Linked DNA regions of Sus scrofa: region 1 is linked to region 2. The links are chromatin contacts, called in public Hi-C maps. All regions are on one chromosome and are shown on one strand. The core of a region is the stretch at or near the end of the contact, and the rest is flanking DNA. Distances in the headings are between cores, read along the strand shown. Region 1 has its middle 19 kb from the start of WNT7B. Region 2 holds the start of TRMU (mitochondrial tRNA-specific 2-thiouridylase 1).

Region 1 (6,846 bases), core at 1,650-4,149, 280 kb before region 2:
TCTCTCCTCTCCTGCTATTTTCCCTTCGGCTTTATTATTATGATTCCTTTAGCCTCCTGGTGGCCTGACGGGGTGTCTCACGCTTCACGTCTTTTGATGGCGAATATACACTGAGCTCTGCCTTTGAGGAGTTCAGCGTCGGGGGAGACAGCCCAGAGCCAACCTACACCCCCGGTGTCAAGGGCAGCCACAGAGGCAGCGGGTAGGGAGAAACTGGTACCTCCAGGAAGCTTCCAGAGGCATGAGGGCCAGGGTGAGCTGGCCAGCAGAGCAGGTGCGGGGTCTAACGTGCTCCAGAGTGGGGGGGCGCCCAGGCAGGGTGGCCCCCCCAGACACTCACACAGAGACACGTCCACACACACAAACTCAGACACTCAGAGACACACACGGAAACACACAAACACAGACACACAAACTCAGACACTCAGAGACACACTCACACGGAAACAAACACAGACATACTCAGACACACACACAAGCTCAGATACACACTCAGACATAGACACACAGAGACACACACTCGGACACACCCAGAGACACACACACACACACACCCACTCACTCTCTGAGGACTGGGGACTGTGCTGTGTCCCAGCTCACTCACTCAGCCGTCCTATGTAGCCACATCATGAGGCCGTCTAGGTACCAGCGTCCCCACTGAAAGTTTTGGAGCTACAGGAATAAGCAGAAACGTAGCACCTTTCCCTTGGCAAAAAAAACCCAAACATGAAGCCAAATCTGGCAGGAGACAAACGCCAGGGGAGCTGCACACACCGCCCCGTGCAGGTGGGAGGCAAAGTCTCAGAGCCAGAGAGTCCCGGGGGGCTTCCCGAGGCAGCGCCTCCCGCCAAGTGAGCCAGGACCCTGGGGAGCCGTGTGGCTGGGCCTGGGCGGGTGCTGAGGCCTGGGGACCGCAGGCAGGGGGCTGAGCCTGGGGGCCTGGGGGGTGGTCTGTGCACGGAGCTGGGCTCAGGAGGGGCAGCTCCGCTCTCTGAACCCTGAGTCTCTGGCTCTCGGCTCCTCCCATCGGCTCAGTGGCAGCCTCCTGGCCCGCAGGCCTCGTGGCTGGGCCGGGTCCTGTTGGGGAGCCAGGCCTGGGGTCCCAGAGGCGGGGGGCCATCAGTGGCTTTGACCTCCACCCATCACTGGCATGCCCTGCCCCCAGCTGCCAGGGCCCCGACCCCAGAGAGAGCAGAGGGGTCTGTGGGCTGGCCCCCAGGTATCCACCTGGAGAGCTGTCGCCTACGGCCCAGGCTAGGACACAGCGGGGCTCCTGCGGTGGCCCTGCCTTCCTGCAGGGGTTGGTTCCAGGGCTGGGAAACCACGGAGATGAGAGCATAGGGGTACGGCTTCACAGAGGCGCACAGACAGGGGGTCAGGGGCTGGGGGATGCGAGAGCAGAGCCCGGAGCAAGTGGGGTGGGGGGCTCTGGGGAGCTCGTCCACGGTCCCACTGGATCCAGCAGGGACCCCATCAGGCAGGTCCCAGCACAGGTTCAAGCCTGTTGGGGCGGGCGGACAGCAGGTGAACCCCCGACAGAGTAGCCGCCGTGGAAGGCCGCCGGCGCTGAGACCAGGAGGAAGCGGCCTTGCAGGGGCCTGGAAGCAAGCGGCCGGCAGAGGGCACAGCCAGTGCCAAGGCCCGGCAGTAGGCAGCCGCTGTGCAGGGCCGAGGGCAAGGGCGGCAGGAGAGGGCAGGCAGGAGGCTGAGATCCTCTGACGTCCCCCACCCCACCTCCCAGGCAGGGGCCAAGGGCCTCTTGTCATTTTAAGGCTGAAAGGAATCAGTCTGTTTCAGCTGGAGGCACCTCCTCTGGGAATCTGGCGCCTAAATCACAGCGGCTGGCGGCGGGTTCATTCCAGGACACGCTCTCTTCTGAGTTCCGGCTTCCTGTGTGGCTGAGATGGGGGGGGGGGGGTCTGGCCCGGGGCCACCCTTCCCCACGCCAGCGCATTGTCTGCCCCGCGGCCGGCCGGAAGCGGCTCCTGCCCAGGCGGGCGGGGCCTTGGGGACCGTGAACCCGGCTCCACAGCTGCGCAGAGGCCGCCCAGGCCCCCGCACACCCGCCTCCGCCTCCACCCACGGCTCACAGCCCTGGATGGTGGGATTGGGAGAGGGCAAGCCACCAGCCCCCAGCCCTGCCCCAGGGCCACCCCGATCCTAAAGCGAGGGGGCTGGAGCCCCCCAGGCTGGGGCCCCCTCCCTGTCCTTCTGGCCACTCAGCTGTCCCCATAATCACCTCTTCAACCAGCTGGGGAGTGACAACCCCACTGCCTGGTCCCCTCTCAGCCTGGACAGAGGGGAGAAAGCTAAGATCCCACCGACAAGTGAGATGACTCCAAGGTGGCCACAGCCCCCCCACCCCACCCTGGAGGAGAATGGTCCAGTTCTCAGGTACCCAGCCCTGGGCCCAAGGGACCTTGGACCTTAGACACCAAGCGCAGGGGCTGGTGGGTGGGCCAGTGCAGAGGTCAGACCTGGGAACGCGTAGTGTCCCCTGGTCCCCATGGCACGCACCCTGGGCTGCAGCTGCAAGGGCCGAGAGGCCCCCTCCTCCAGGCAGCCTCTCCTGATGCACCTCTTTCCCCCCAAGGCTCTCACAGCCCCCAGACTTTTTCCATCATCCTGCCTCTTGCCTAGACTGACTTCCTTGGGACAGAAGCCTGGGGTGCCTGCAGGGCACTGTCTCTGAAAAGAGGCGAAAGCTTAGCAGTGGGGGTGCGTGGGTACTTTTGCTATGCGCTTCCTGCCTTCTGCACTCAGAAGCCTGGGGACCAGGCCAAGAATCAGATCAGGAGGAGAAACAGAAGTGACACCGGCCGCCGCCCCTGTGCTGCGTGCTGGGTCTTCCATCCTGCAGCCTCTGATGATGCTCTGACCTCCAAGGCAACAAGCCCATGGGTGGAGGGGCAGCCTTGACACCGCCCATGAGAGGGGAGCCTTGACACCGCCATGAGATGAGGAGCAGGGATTTGGGCCCAAGCCAAGGGCGTGAGCATCCCAGGCCCTGCTGGCCTGTTTCCCAAGGACAGAATTCCATATCATTGAGGGGTGGGGACATCTAAAGGGCTGTGGGGCTGAGAAGCCCAAAGGAGGGAATCAGGGGTCACTTGCCCAGAAGGGATTGGGGGTACAACAAAGATGCCGCAGGACATGGCATTAAACGTGGAGGTGAAAGAAGGGAAGGCAAGGGCAGGGAGGAGTTTCCAAGTGGAGCCAGGGATGAGCTCGCAGCTTTCGTTCAAAGCTCCCCAGCAGCCAAGGCAAAAAGGGAAAGTGGAGATTTATACAAATAACTCCTCTATGCTTAGAGTCAGAGGGTGTCAGGTGTTTTTGTTTGTTTGTTTGTTTTTGTCTTTTTGCCTTTTCTTGGGCTGCTCCCTCGGCATATGGAGGTTCCCAGGCTAGGGGTCTAATCGGAGCTGTAGCCACCGGCCTACACCACAGCCACAGCAACGCGGGATCCGAGCCACGTCTGCGACCTACACCACAGCTCAAGGCAACGCCGGATCGTTAACCCACTGAGCAAGGGCAGGGACCGAACCCGCAACCTCATGGTTCCTAGAGGGATTCGTTAACCACTGCTCCACGACGGGAGCTCCAGGGTGTCAGGTCTTAATCCAGGACTCCCTCCTGGTGTCATGGGACTCAGGGTCTGTGTGACTTTCCTTCCATCCTATACACGTTCTGAGCAACCGCTTGGGCCAGACCTGGCCTAGGCTTTGGGGCTTCCGGGTGAAAGCCCAGGTCAGGCTGCTGGGGTGTGGTGGCCCCTGCCGGGCCCACAGCCTTGCTGGTCCGTGTACCTTGATGCACCTGACAATAGCCCAGTCCAGCACCCGTCACTCCCCCCACCGCACAAACAGGGAGGCGAAGGAGAGAGGCCCTCCCGCGTGCTCGGGCGGGGCTGAGTGTCTCTGGGATGCAGTCCCGCAGCTTCGGACGCTGATTTCAGCCCACAGCCCTGTGTGCTCGCTCTTCTCGGGCGACCCCCTGATCCTGTGAGCCCTGGGCTGTGGCCTCGTCGCCCCATCATCCCAGCAGGGTGCCTTGGATGCTGGGCCCGTGCTGGAGGACTTGCCTGACCCCAGGGCGCTGCCACCTCGGTCCCCCCACCCCACCCCCGGCCACTGCCCAGGCCAGGGCCTGCTCCCTGCAGGTCAGAAGGTGTCACTGGGAGAGAAGGTGGCAGTTCAGCACCGCGGTCCAAGGGACCTCGCAAAGATGCCAGGGCCAACCCATGACCTTTGTTCCAGGTGCTGGTTAGCTGCTGACAGGTCCCCCCGACAGACAGAGGCTTCTCATGGCCATTTATTACCCTTGGGGACTCCCGGGGCCCAGGGTTCGAATCAGGCACACGGAACTCCTCACTGGAGGTGGCCCAAGGGCTGGGATCTGGAATTTTTTGCAGGTGCCTGGCTCACGGGGTGCCAGCTGTGGGCTATGACCCCTCCACGCAGCTGCCCCTCCTCTACTGGGCCCTGGAGCCAGCGCCCAAGGAGCCAGGCAGAGGCTCGGGCATCATAGCCCAGCCCCTGAACTCACCCGGTGCCCCCCACACCTTCTACCCACACAGGCCAGACCCGGGGGCAGGGGAATCGGAGCCGCAGTGGGCGAGCGCCACAAGGCTCCAAAAAACACCCTCCTTTCGTTTGGCAGCAGGTGGCAAAGTGCGTCTGTGGCCGGAAAGTATGTGGCCGCTCCCACCCCCACCCCTGACGAGGGACCTTCCAGATCCGCAGTCTCCCTTCTCTGGGCACTTTGCTGCCCGCTTTCCTTTTGCCTGTGCGGACCCCGCTCGCCACTGGCTCCAGCTGCCCGGAGCCGAGCTGGACAGAGGGACGCGTCTCCAGGCACCCTGAGTGCTGGCAGGAGGCCCTCGGGCCTCTCCCACGGGCCGCCCCAGGCTGGGGACCCACACCATTCCTCGGCCCTCTGCCACCAGCCCCAGGGAACTGCCTATGCCCGGCAGCTTGTCCCCAGTGCTGCCCATGCCCTTGTCCCTCTCTTAGATGCTCCTCGAATGCCCCAAACCAAGCATGCTCTCTGCCTCCTGCTCACAGGGACCTCATCCCACAGAAGCCCCGGGGAGCGCGCTCCTGCTCCGAGAGGGTGGCCCCTGGTCCTGCGGGCCCCACGGGGCCCAGGCCAAGGGCCGGGCCTCCGCTCGCTGGCTTGGCCCACAAGCCTCCCACAGAGACATCCTGCTTTGAGCAGGTCCCTGCCCAGTGGTGGGGACAGGGCTGAGGGCTTTAACTCCAGAAAGGCCAGGCCCCTGGTGGAAGGGGGGGGACCCGGCGCCAGCTCAAACAGCTGAGTACACAGCCACCGTCACGTGTCCAGGCCCCCTGCAGCCTGGCCGCCCCCGCAGGCTGGAAGCCACTCAAAGCCAAGAGGGAGCTCTGTCCCCCCCACCCCAGCCCCCCTTTCCCAGCTTCTGGGTCCCCCAGCAGGCGCCCCTGTCTGCTGGACAGTGGGAGGAAGTGAGGGTTGGCTGCCCTGATGGGGGTTCATCCCCTGCCATCCAGACCCGGGTCTGCCCCTCTTACCCTGGCACCATCTGAGCCGCCCTGGTCTGCAGAATGGACGCAAACACTCCCTGTGTCACACGGCAAAGGAGGCAGTGGGTGTCAAAGGCCACGGAATTGGGGTGCAGGGTGGGGCCCAGGCTGGGGGAGCCTTGAGGGGCACTGTGAGGTCTTTCTAAGGGGGGGGAGCCATGACCCGGCCCGACCAGGGCTCACAGGGGACTCTAAGAAGCCGGCTCAGGTGGTGGACAGACGGAGGACGAGGGCAGGTCGGGGAGGCCCCGGGAGACCGGGCAGGGCTGGGCCGACCCCGTGCAGAGCCACAGCGGTGCCTTGGTGGGAGGCGGAGAAGCTTGAACTTGGAAGGTGGGGTGCATTCCAGCTGTGGCCTGGGAGGCAGGGGCACCCTCACTGTCGTCTTTCCTCAGGTCCCTGGAATTCAGGGACCCCACTCCCTGGTGCCCAAGGGCACAGCATGAGAACCACCCTTGTGGCATCCTGGAGAGACCAGTTTCCATTCAACCCCAGATAATAAGGTCTCAGCCTCCCTTGGCACCCCCGGCCTGGACCTCAGAAGGGAGACGCCGCCCTCAGGGGTGATGGGAGCCAGGTGCCTCCTGTCTGTACCAGGCCCTGTGGCAGAGCTCACCTCGGCCTGGCCCACAGAGGCAATACGGCCATCGTCAAAGGATGGACAGGTGGCTTTTCCAGCCATTGGCCAGAGGGCCACTCACGGCGCCAACTCAGACCTTCTAGGGCCTGCCTCCCTGACCTGTCCCTGCGCCCCCAGCCCCTCTGCCTGGGAAGCTGCTCCGCCTCCTCAAGGCCGGGCCAGCCTCTCCCACCGTCCTTGTGGCCCCCTCTCCTGCTCCAGGCAGCCTGAAGGGTGATATCAGCCCATTTCCTGCCTCCAGGAGTTCCCGTGGTGGCTCAGCGGGTGAAGAACCTGACGAGAATCCATGAACCCCTGGCCTCACTCCGGGCATTAAGGATCTGGTGTGGCTGTGGCTGTGGGGTAGGCTGGCAGCTGCAGCTCCAATTCAACCCCTAGCCTGGGAACTACCATATGCTGCAGGTGCAGCCCTGAGAAAGACCAAAAAAAAAAAGTTTCTGCCTTCAGACTCAGAGACCCCAGGAGCAGGGCCACCTCTCGTTCCCTTCTAAATCCCCGGCCCAGATCCATTCAGCAAAAGCATCACCTGAGCTCAGCTCAGGGTCGCTTGCCCCGGGTGCTGTAGCATCTTCTGTGTGTTTGTTCCCTGCGCTTTGTGACGTGAGTACTGTCATTACCCCCCATGGCACAGAGAGGTTGAATAAG
Region 2 (6,312 bases), core at 411-2,910:
ATTATCCACATTTAGACAAGTACGGCCGCTGTGAAGCTTTTAAGAAACTGTTAAGAAATCAATGGGTTTTTTTTTAGAGCCGCACCCATGGCATATGGAAGTTCCCAGGGTAGGGGTCAAATCTGAACTGCAGCTGCCTGCATACCCCACAGCTAGAGCAACGCAGGATCCGAGCTGTGTCTGTGACCTACACCACAGCTCGTGGCAACACCGGATGCTTAACACTGAACGAGGCCAGAGATCGAATCCACATCCTCGTGGATTCTAGTCGGGTTCATTACTGCTGAGCCATGAAAGAAACTCCAAAACCAATGTGATTTTAATGCTAAGCTTTGGGGTGTGTGTGTGATCAAAAACCATCTGCATTTGGAGTGCATTTCCTCCCCTGCTGTTCTCAAACGATGGTTCAAATCCTACCTGAAATCAACACGGTGACGTGCACCAAGTTTTTAAACGTGAAAAAGAATGAAATGAGAAATAACAGGTACACAGCCCACTGCGAGGGTAAGAAATGTTCCCAGATGTTTTTTTCTGTACATATGTTACAGGGTGGCGCGTCCTCTGGGCTGCCCTGTAAATTGTGACTGTGAGTTGAAGTCGAAAAAGTTGAGCCACTGGTTTAACAAATGCCTGTATCTTGCACACGTGGACCGGAGCCTCTGGGGTCAAACCAAATCCCAAAGTCCTCGGAGGCCTGTGGCACTCTTGGTTTGAGCTGTGTCATCCTGACCACACTGACGGCCCCCTCCTCGCTGTCCCAGCCTCTCGCCCAGTCACTGGACCTCCAGCCAGCTCGGCTTCATCAAGGTCTCCTAGCTGGGCCTCTTTGCTTTCCTCTACACCCGATTCCCTTCCCACACCCTTCTATTAGGCTCAGCGAATGTTCCTAGGTGCAGGCTCCCCTTGACTCCCAGCCTCGCTTATTCCTGCAGGAACAGACGCATCTCCGGAGGCGCATCCCCAGTGCAGCTCACACGGTGAAGCTGATCTCGCCGGCCCCTTTGGTCCTCAGAGAACACCCCTCAAGACAATATCATCAACTCCTCCATCCTCTTTCTCATCCCCCATGTCCATCCCACCAGCAAGGGCTATAGATTTTACGTCCGAACACGCATCTTTCTGTCTCCACCACCTCCTTCCCAGACGGCTGGGGTCGTGACCTCCTAGCCAGGCCTCAGCCCCTGTCCACAGCGCAGCCGCGAACATCTTCTAGGAACTTCACGAGGATGGCCTCGCGGCCTGGCCCTACACCGTCCCCGAGGCCCAGGGCCTTTGGGCGAGGCCCTCCGCTTGCTATTCTTTTTTTCCTCATTAGCTAAACCCTGACCCCCCTTCCAGCAGAACCTCGCTCAACCTCAGGGCCTTTCGTTTACCAGCCTGTCTACAGGGCGCCCGCCTAAGCCGCACACGCCTGTGGGTGCTGGGAGCACAGCCGCGAACCACGCACGCAGACGCACAGACACACACGCCTGCGCCTCACGGTTCGGGCGCGCTAGACACCAGCTCACCAAGGAGGCGGGAACGGAGCGGGGAGGGCGTTGGGCGTGGGCAGAGACCCCGCCTCCGAGGGGACCCCGGGGACTGGCCCGCCGAGCGGAACGCCGGACGACGAGCACGCGTTTCCGGCCGGGCCTCATCTGCGCGCGCCGCCGGGGGCGGGCCTTCCGGCGCGGCGCGGAAGCGGCGGCGGCGACAGCGGCGGCAGTGGAGCAGGTTGGCAGCACTCAGATGCAGGCGGCGCGGCACGTCGTGTGCGCCCTGTCCGGCGGGGTGGACAGCGCGGTGGCCGCGCTGCTGTTGAGGCGGAGAGGTGAGGTGGCCCCTTCTCGGGAGTCCTGCCCCGTCCCGCGGGCCTTGGGTGGCGCCCCGTCTCAGCTGTGCGTGGGGCGCTGTGGGACCCGGGTCCTCGCTGTGGCGCCCCGGCCCCTCTTCCTCTGCCTGGGCGTCGGGAGAGCGCGCGACGGCAGCCGGGGCAGTCGGGCCCCGTAACCGACGCCGTGGAGGGTGGATCTCCGACCTGAGGGCACCGCGTTTTTCCCTGACCCAGCGCGCGGGGTCATGGCGGCGGCGGCGGCGTCCGCACTTAGCCAGGGGCGGGCGCAGACGTGAGCGGCGCTGACCTCTGCGGACACAGCAGCCTCCGTCGAGGGCCTTGTCCTTACGATAGACGAAGGGACCGTCAGCAGCGTGTGCGACAATACCGACGGGCAGTCTGCTTATTTATTTATTTTGCTTTTTAGAGCAGCACCGGCGGCATGTGGAGGTTCCCAGGCTGGGGGTCCAATCGGACCTGCAGCCCCCGGCCTACACCGCAGCCACAACAACACCGGATCCGAGCCTCATCTGTGACCTACACCGCAGCTCACGGTAACACCGGATCCTTAACCCACTGAGCGAGGCCAAGGATGGGACCTTCAACCTCATGGTTCCTAATGGGCTTCGTTGCCGCTGCTGCACAAGGGGAACTCCCAGTCTACTTGTTAAACCATGTCCATGTTCTCCATTGAATGGATGGCAGATTTCTGTGCAAAAGCGCTTGTATTTCTCAGGCGTCCAAAGGGTGCCTCCAGCCGAGATTAACTGCCTGGGGATATTCTCCATGTGTGTGGCCCTCCCTCACTGTGAGGCCTCGCACACACCTAGTGACGCTTGTGGACCCTCTGCTGTGAGCCGTGCTGGAGACTCCGAATGCAGCGTGGATGGGAGGTGCCCGACCTGGGACACGTGGCTTAAGCTCTCCCTGTCAAATGCCTACCTCCCAGAGTCACTGAAGTATTAAGTAACAGCACATATAGCAAGTTTGCACAGTGCATATTAGGCACTCGGAAAAACAGCAGAAACAAACCTGACTAGTATCCATGAGGATGCAGGTTTGATCCCTGGCCTTGATCAGTGGGTTAAGGATCCAGCGTTGCCATGAGATGTGGTGTGAGTCGCAGATGCAGCTTAGACCCCGAGTTGCTGTGGCTCTGGCATAGGCGGACAGCTGTATCTCCGATTGGACCCCTAGTCTGGGAATTTCCATATGCCGCAGGTGCAGTCCTAAAAAGTGGGAAAAAACAAAACAAAACCAAAACTAGTCGTGGCTATTCGTTCATATTATTAACAACCATATCTGTTACAAAAGGTTTAATAAGTGTTAATCAGAAGTGCAGGAGTTCCCATCGTGATGCAGTGGTTAACAAATCCGACTAGGAACCATGAGGTTGCAGGTTCGATCCCTGGCCTTGCTCAGTGGGTTAAGGATCCGGCGTTGCTGTGAGCTGTGGTGTAGGCCGGTGGCTACAGCTCCAATTAGACCCCTAGCCTGGGAACCTCCATATGCCGCGGAAGCGGCCCAAGAAACGGCAAAAAGCCAAAAAAAAAAAAAAAAGAAAAAAAAAAAAGAAGTACAGGCAGGAGTTCTTGTTGTGGCGCAGAGGAAATGAATCTGACTAGGAACCATGAGGTTGCACGTTCAATCCCTGGCCTTGCTCAGTGGGTTAAGGATCCGGCATTGCTGTGGCTGTGGTGTCGGCCGGCAGCTACAGGTCCGATTGGACCCCCAGCCTGGGAACCTCCACATGCCGCAGGTGTGGCCCTAAAAAGACAAAAAAAGCCAAAAAAAGCCAAAAAAAAAAAAAAAGAAGTACAGGCAGACTGTAAGCGTACATAATTGTGAGGAAGGTTGGATCAACAGGTCACAGAGGTGGTGGTGTTTGAGCTGAGACTGTTGTCAGACCCATGTCCAGGGAGGCCACACCAAAAGCTTGAGTTTGGAACAGAGAAGGGCTAATTAGGGCAGGACCTGGAAGTTGGGAGACCTGGACTCGTCCCAAAGCCGTGGTTACAGGACTTGGAGGAAGAGTAGGATTTCACTGAGCAAAGATCCGGAGTCGTGACGTGAGGAGGAGAGCACATCTGGCCGAGCCAGCACAGGGCAGAAGCCAGAGACACGAAGGTGTCGGCCAGGTCTGGCCAGAGGCAGGTGGAAGGGGAGGAGGGTGGGGGCAGGGTTGAGCCCCGGTTAGGGAGCGAGTTCTGTCAGATACCCGGCCGTGTCGGGTGGCAGTGCAGCGTCCTCTGACGGGGCCGGGACGTGTCGGGGGAGACGCGGGACACTGCGTCCATTAGGAAGGTGAGCGCGCCTCCTCCTCGGAGCCCAGATAGTCCAGCTTCCTTGGGCCTTCCTGCTCCCATGGGGAAGCCGATGGACGTAGCAGAAGAAAGCCTGGTCCTCTCTGCTTGGCCTCCAGGTCTTTCCCAGTCTCGCTGGAGGCGCACGTTTTGTCGTGTGCTCCTGGGGCAGGCAAGGTGTTCCAGTCCCATCCTAGACTGCCTGAGGCCGTGCGCTTGCAAGTGGGTCACATCTCCGGGAGAAAGATGAGGAGATAGGTGAGGCTGCACAAGAGGGGATTTCTTTATCTTTTTTTTTTTTTTTTGGTCTTTTTAGGGCTGCACCACGCATATTCAGGCTAGGGGGGAATTGGAGCCATAGCCACAAGCCTATGTCACAGCCACAGCAGTGCTAGGTCCAAGCTGCATCTGTGACTTACACCTTGGCTTGCTGCAAAGCCAAATCCTTATCCCACTGAGCGAGGCCAGGGATTGAACCCGCATCCTCATGGATACTAGTCAGGTTCTTAACCCGCTGAGCCACAGTAGGAACTCCAGGAGAGGGGATTTTTAAAGCGCTGGGTGTGGAGTTGTATGTGTGCTCTGTTAAGCTCTTGTTCTGGTGCTGGACACCGGGGACATGGCTGGCTGAGACGCAGCAGCGCCTGTGGTCAGAGGGGGTGGCTCGGTGCTCTAGTGAGGGGCTGGGGGCCACTGGCCGGCAGTGCTGGAGCCCAGCGTGCTTTGCGCTGTAAGAGAAGCAGAGTCGGGGGGTTTGGGAGGCAGGGGGGGGGGCCTGTCGCCTGCTGGGGTGGGGGTCGTTCTCCATGTGGCGTTTTAGTTTTGGCAAAGCTCTGTCACTGAATCTCTGTTTTCTGGAGACCATTTTAAACCTTTTGCAGCCAGATGCCCTGTCTTTGATTGCATTGAGCCTTTACCCCAAAGAAACAGATTTCTCATAGGTGGTGGGCACCTGTGCAGCGCTGAAGTTGGTCTCGGAAAAGGGAAAAAATAAGTCTCAAAATATATAGAGAGGACAGCTCTTAGAGTAAAACAAGCCCCCCTCAATTTTTTTTGACGGCACTTGTGGCGTGTGGACGCTCCTGAGCCAGAGAGCGAACCCACGCCGCAGCAGTGACCAGAGCCGCTGCAGCGACAATGCTGGATCCTTAACCTGCTGAGCCACAGGGAGCTCCAGAGTTGAGGACTGAGAGTCTCCTTCTCAGCTGGCAGTTGGAAGTAGCTCATGAAAGAAGTTTACTTTTCTGGTGACCGAGGGTGGTTTTTATTTGCTTTGAAACATTTTGTGGACTTTCTGCGCTCCCTTCGTTCAGTCAGCACACCTTTGCTGCGTCTCCCTTTGCGTGAGACATCGTGCTGACAGTGTGGGGACCCAGCGATGACGACGCGCCGTCTTGCTGTTCCCGTGGGGACGCAGGCAGGCAGCCCCGCAGGGGAGTGTGGTGACGGAGGCCTCACCACGGGCGGCGGGAGGCTTGGGGTAGGACCATCAGCTGGGAGTCAGGGTGGTTTGCACTAAGATCTGGTCCGAGCACCGAAGGCCACGTGCCCAGGGGGGTGCCGGGCACACTGGTGCACAGAGGCACAGGAAAGTTCCTTTTTCCACCCATGGTTGGTTTTGTCTTTTTTTTTTTAGGGCCGCACCCGCAGCATATGGAGGTTCCCAGGTCAGGGGTCACATCTGAGCCGCGTCTGCGACCCACACCACAGCCACAGCAACACCGGATCCATAACCCACTGAGCGAGGCCACATCCTCCTGGATGCCAGCTGGGTCCGTTAACCGCTGAGCCACGAAGGGAACCCCCGTGGCTGGTTTTATTCACTGCCTTTAATGTGCCCTTGGTGCCTCCCCAGGTTACCAGGTGACGGGGGTGTTTATGAAGAACTGGGACTTGCTGGATGAGCGGGGGGTGTGCGCCGCCGACAAAGACTGCGAGGACGCGTACAGAGTGTGCCAGATCCTAGACCTCCCCTTCCGGCAAGTGTCCTACGTGAAGGAGTACTGGCATGATGTGTTCAGGTGGGTGTGGGTCCCGCGGGGCCGCGAGCTCTTCCCCAGGGCAGGGCTACCGTAGCTGGCCAGGCTGAGGGCCTGCAGCCGGCGCTTCTGGGCCAGTGGTGCCAAAGGCCGCGTGTGGGAGGCCCAGCCGCTCTCGGGGAGTCTGCGTTAGAGCCCAGGCCTGCGTGCCAGCGCA

The links. Hi-C and Micro-C count contacts between places; a contact is called where the count stands out from the background.
Region 1: a contact with region 2 is called in a Hi-C map of retroperitoneal adipose tissue, with 2.6 times the contacts expected there. A contact is called at or near these places in 13 of 47 Hi-C or Micro-C datasets (embryonic fibroblasts, epiblast stem cells, fetal heart ventricle and 8 more) and 1 of 2 datasets of targeted methods (skeletal muscle).

What each region holds. Positions count from the first base shown.
Region 1 is chr5:3,499,309-3,506,154 of Sscrofa11.1, reverse strand. No RefSeq gene overlaps it. Among named protein-coding and RNA genes, the nearest start is that of WNT7B, 19 kb to the left of the region's middle.
Region 2 is chr5:3,219,730-3,226,041 of Sscrofa11.1, reverse strand. It overlaps TRMU (mitochondrial tRNA-specific 2-thiouridylase 1), which reads left to right and starts at 1,660. Exons shown (of 10, transcript XM_021091375.1): 1 at 1,660-1,810; 2 at 5,972-6,137. The coding sequence starts at 1,729.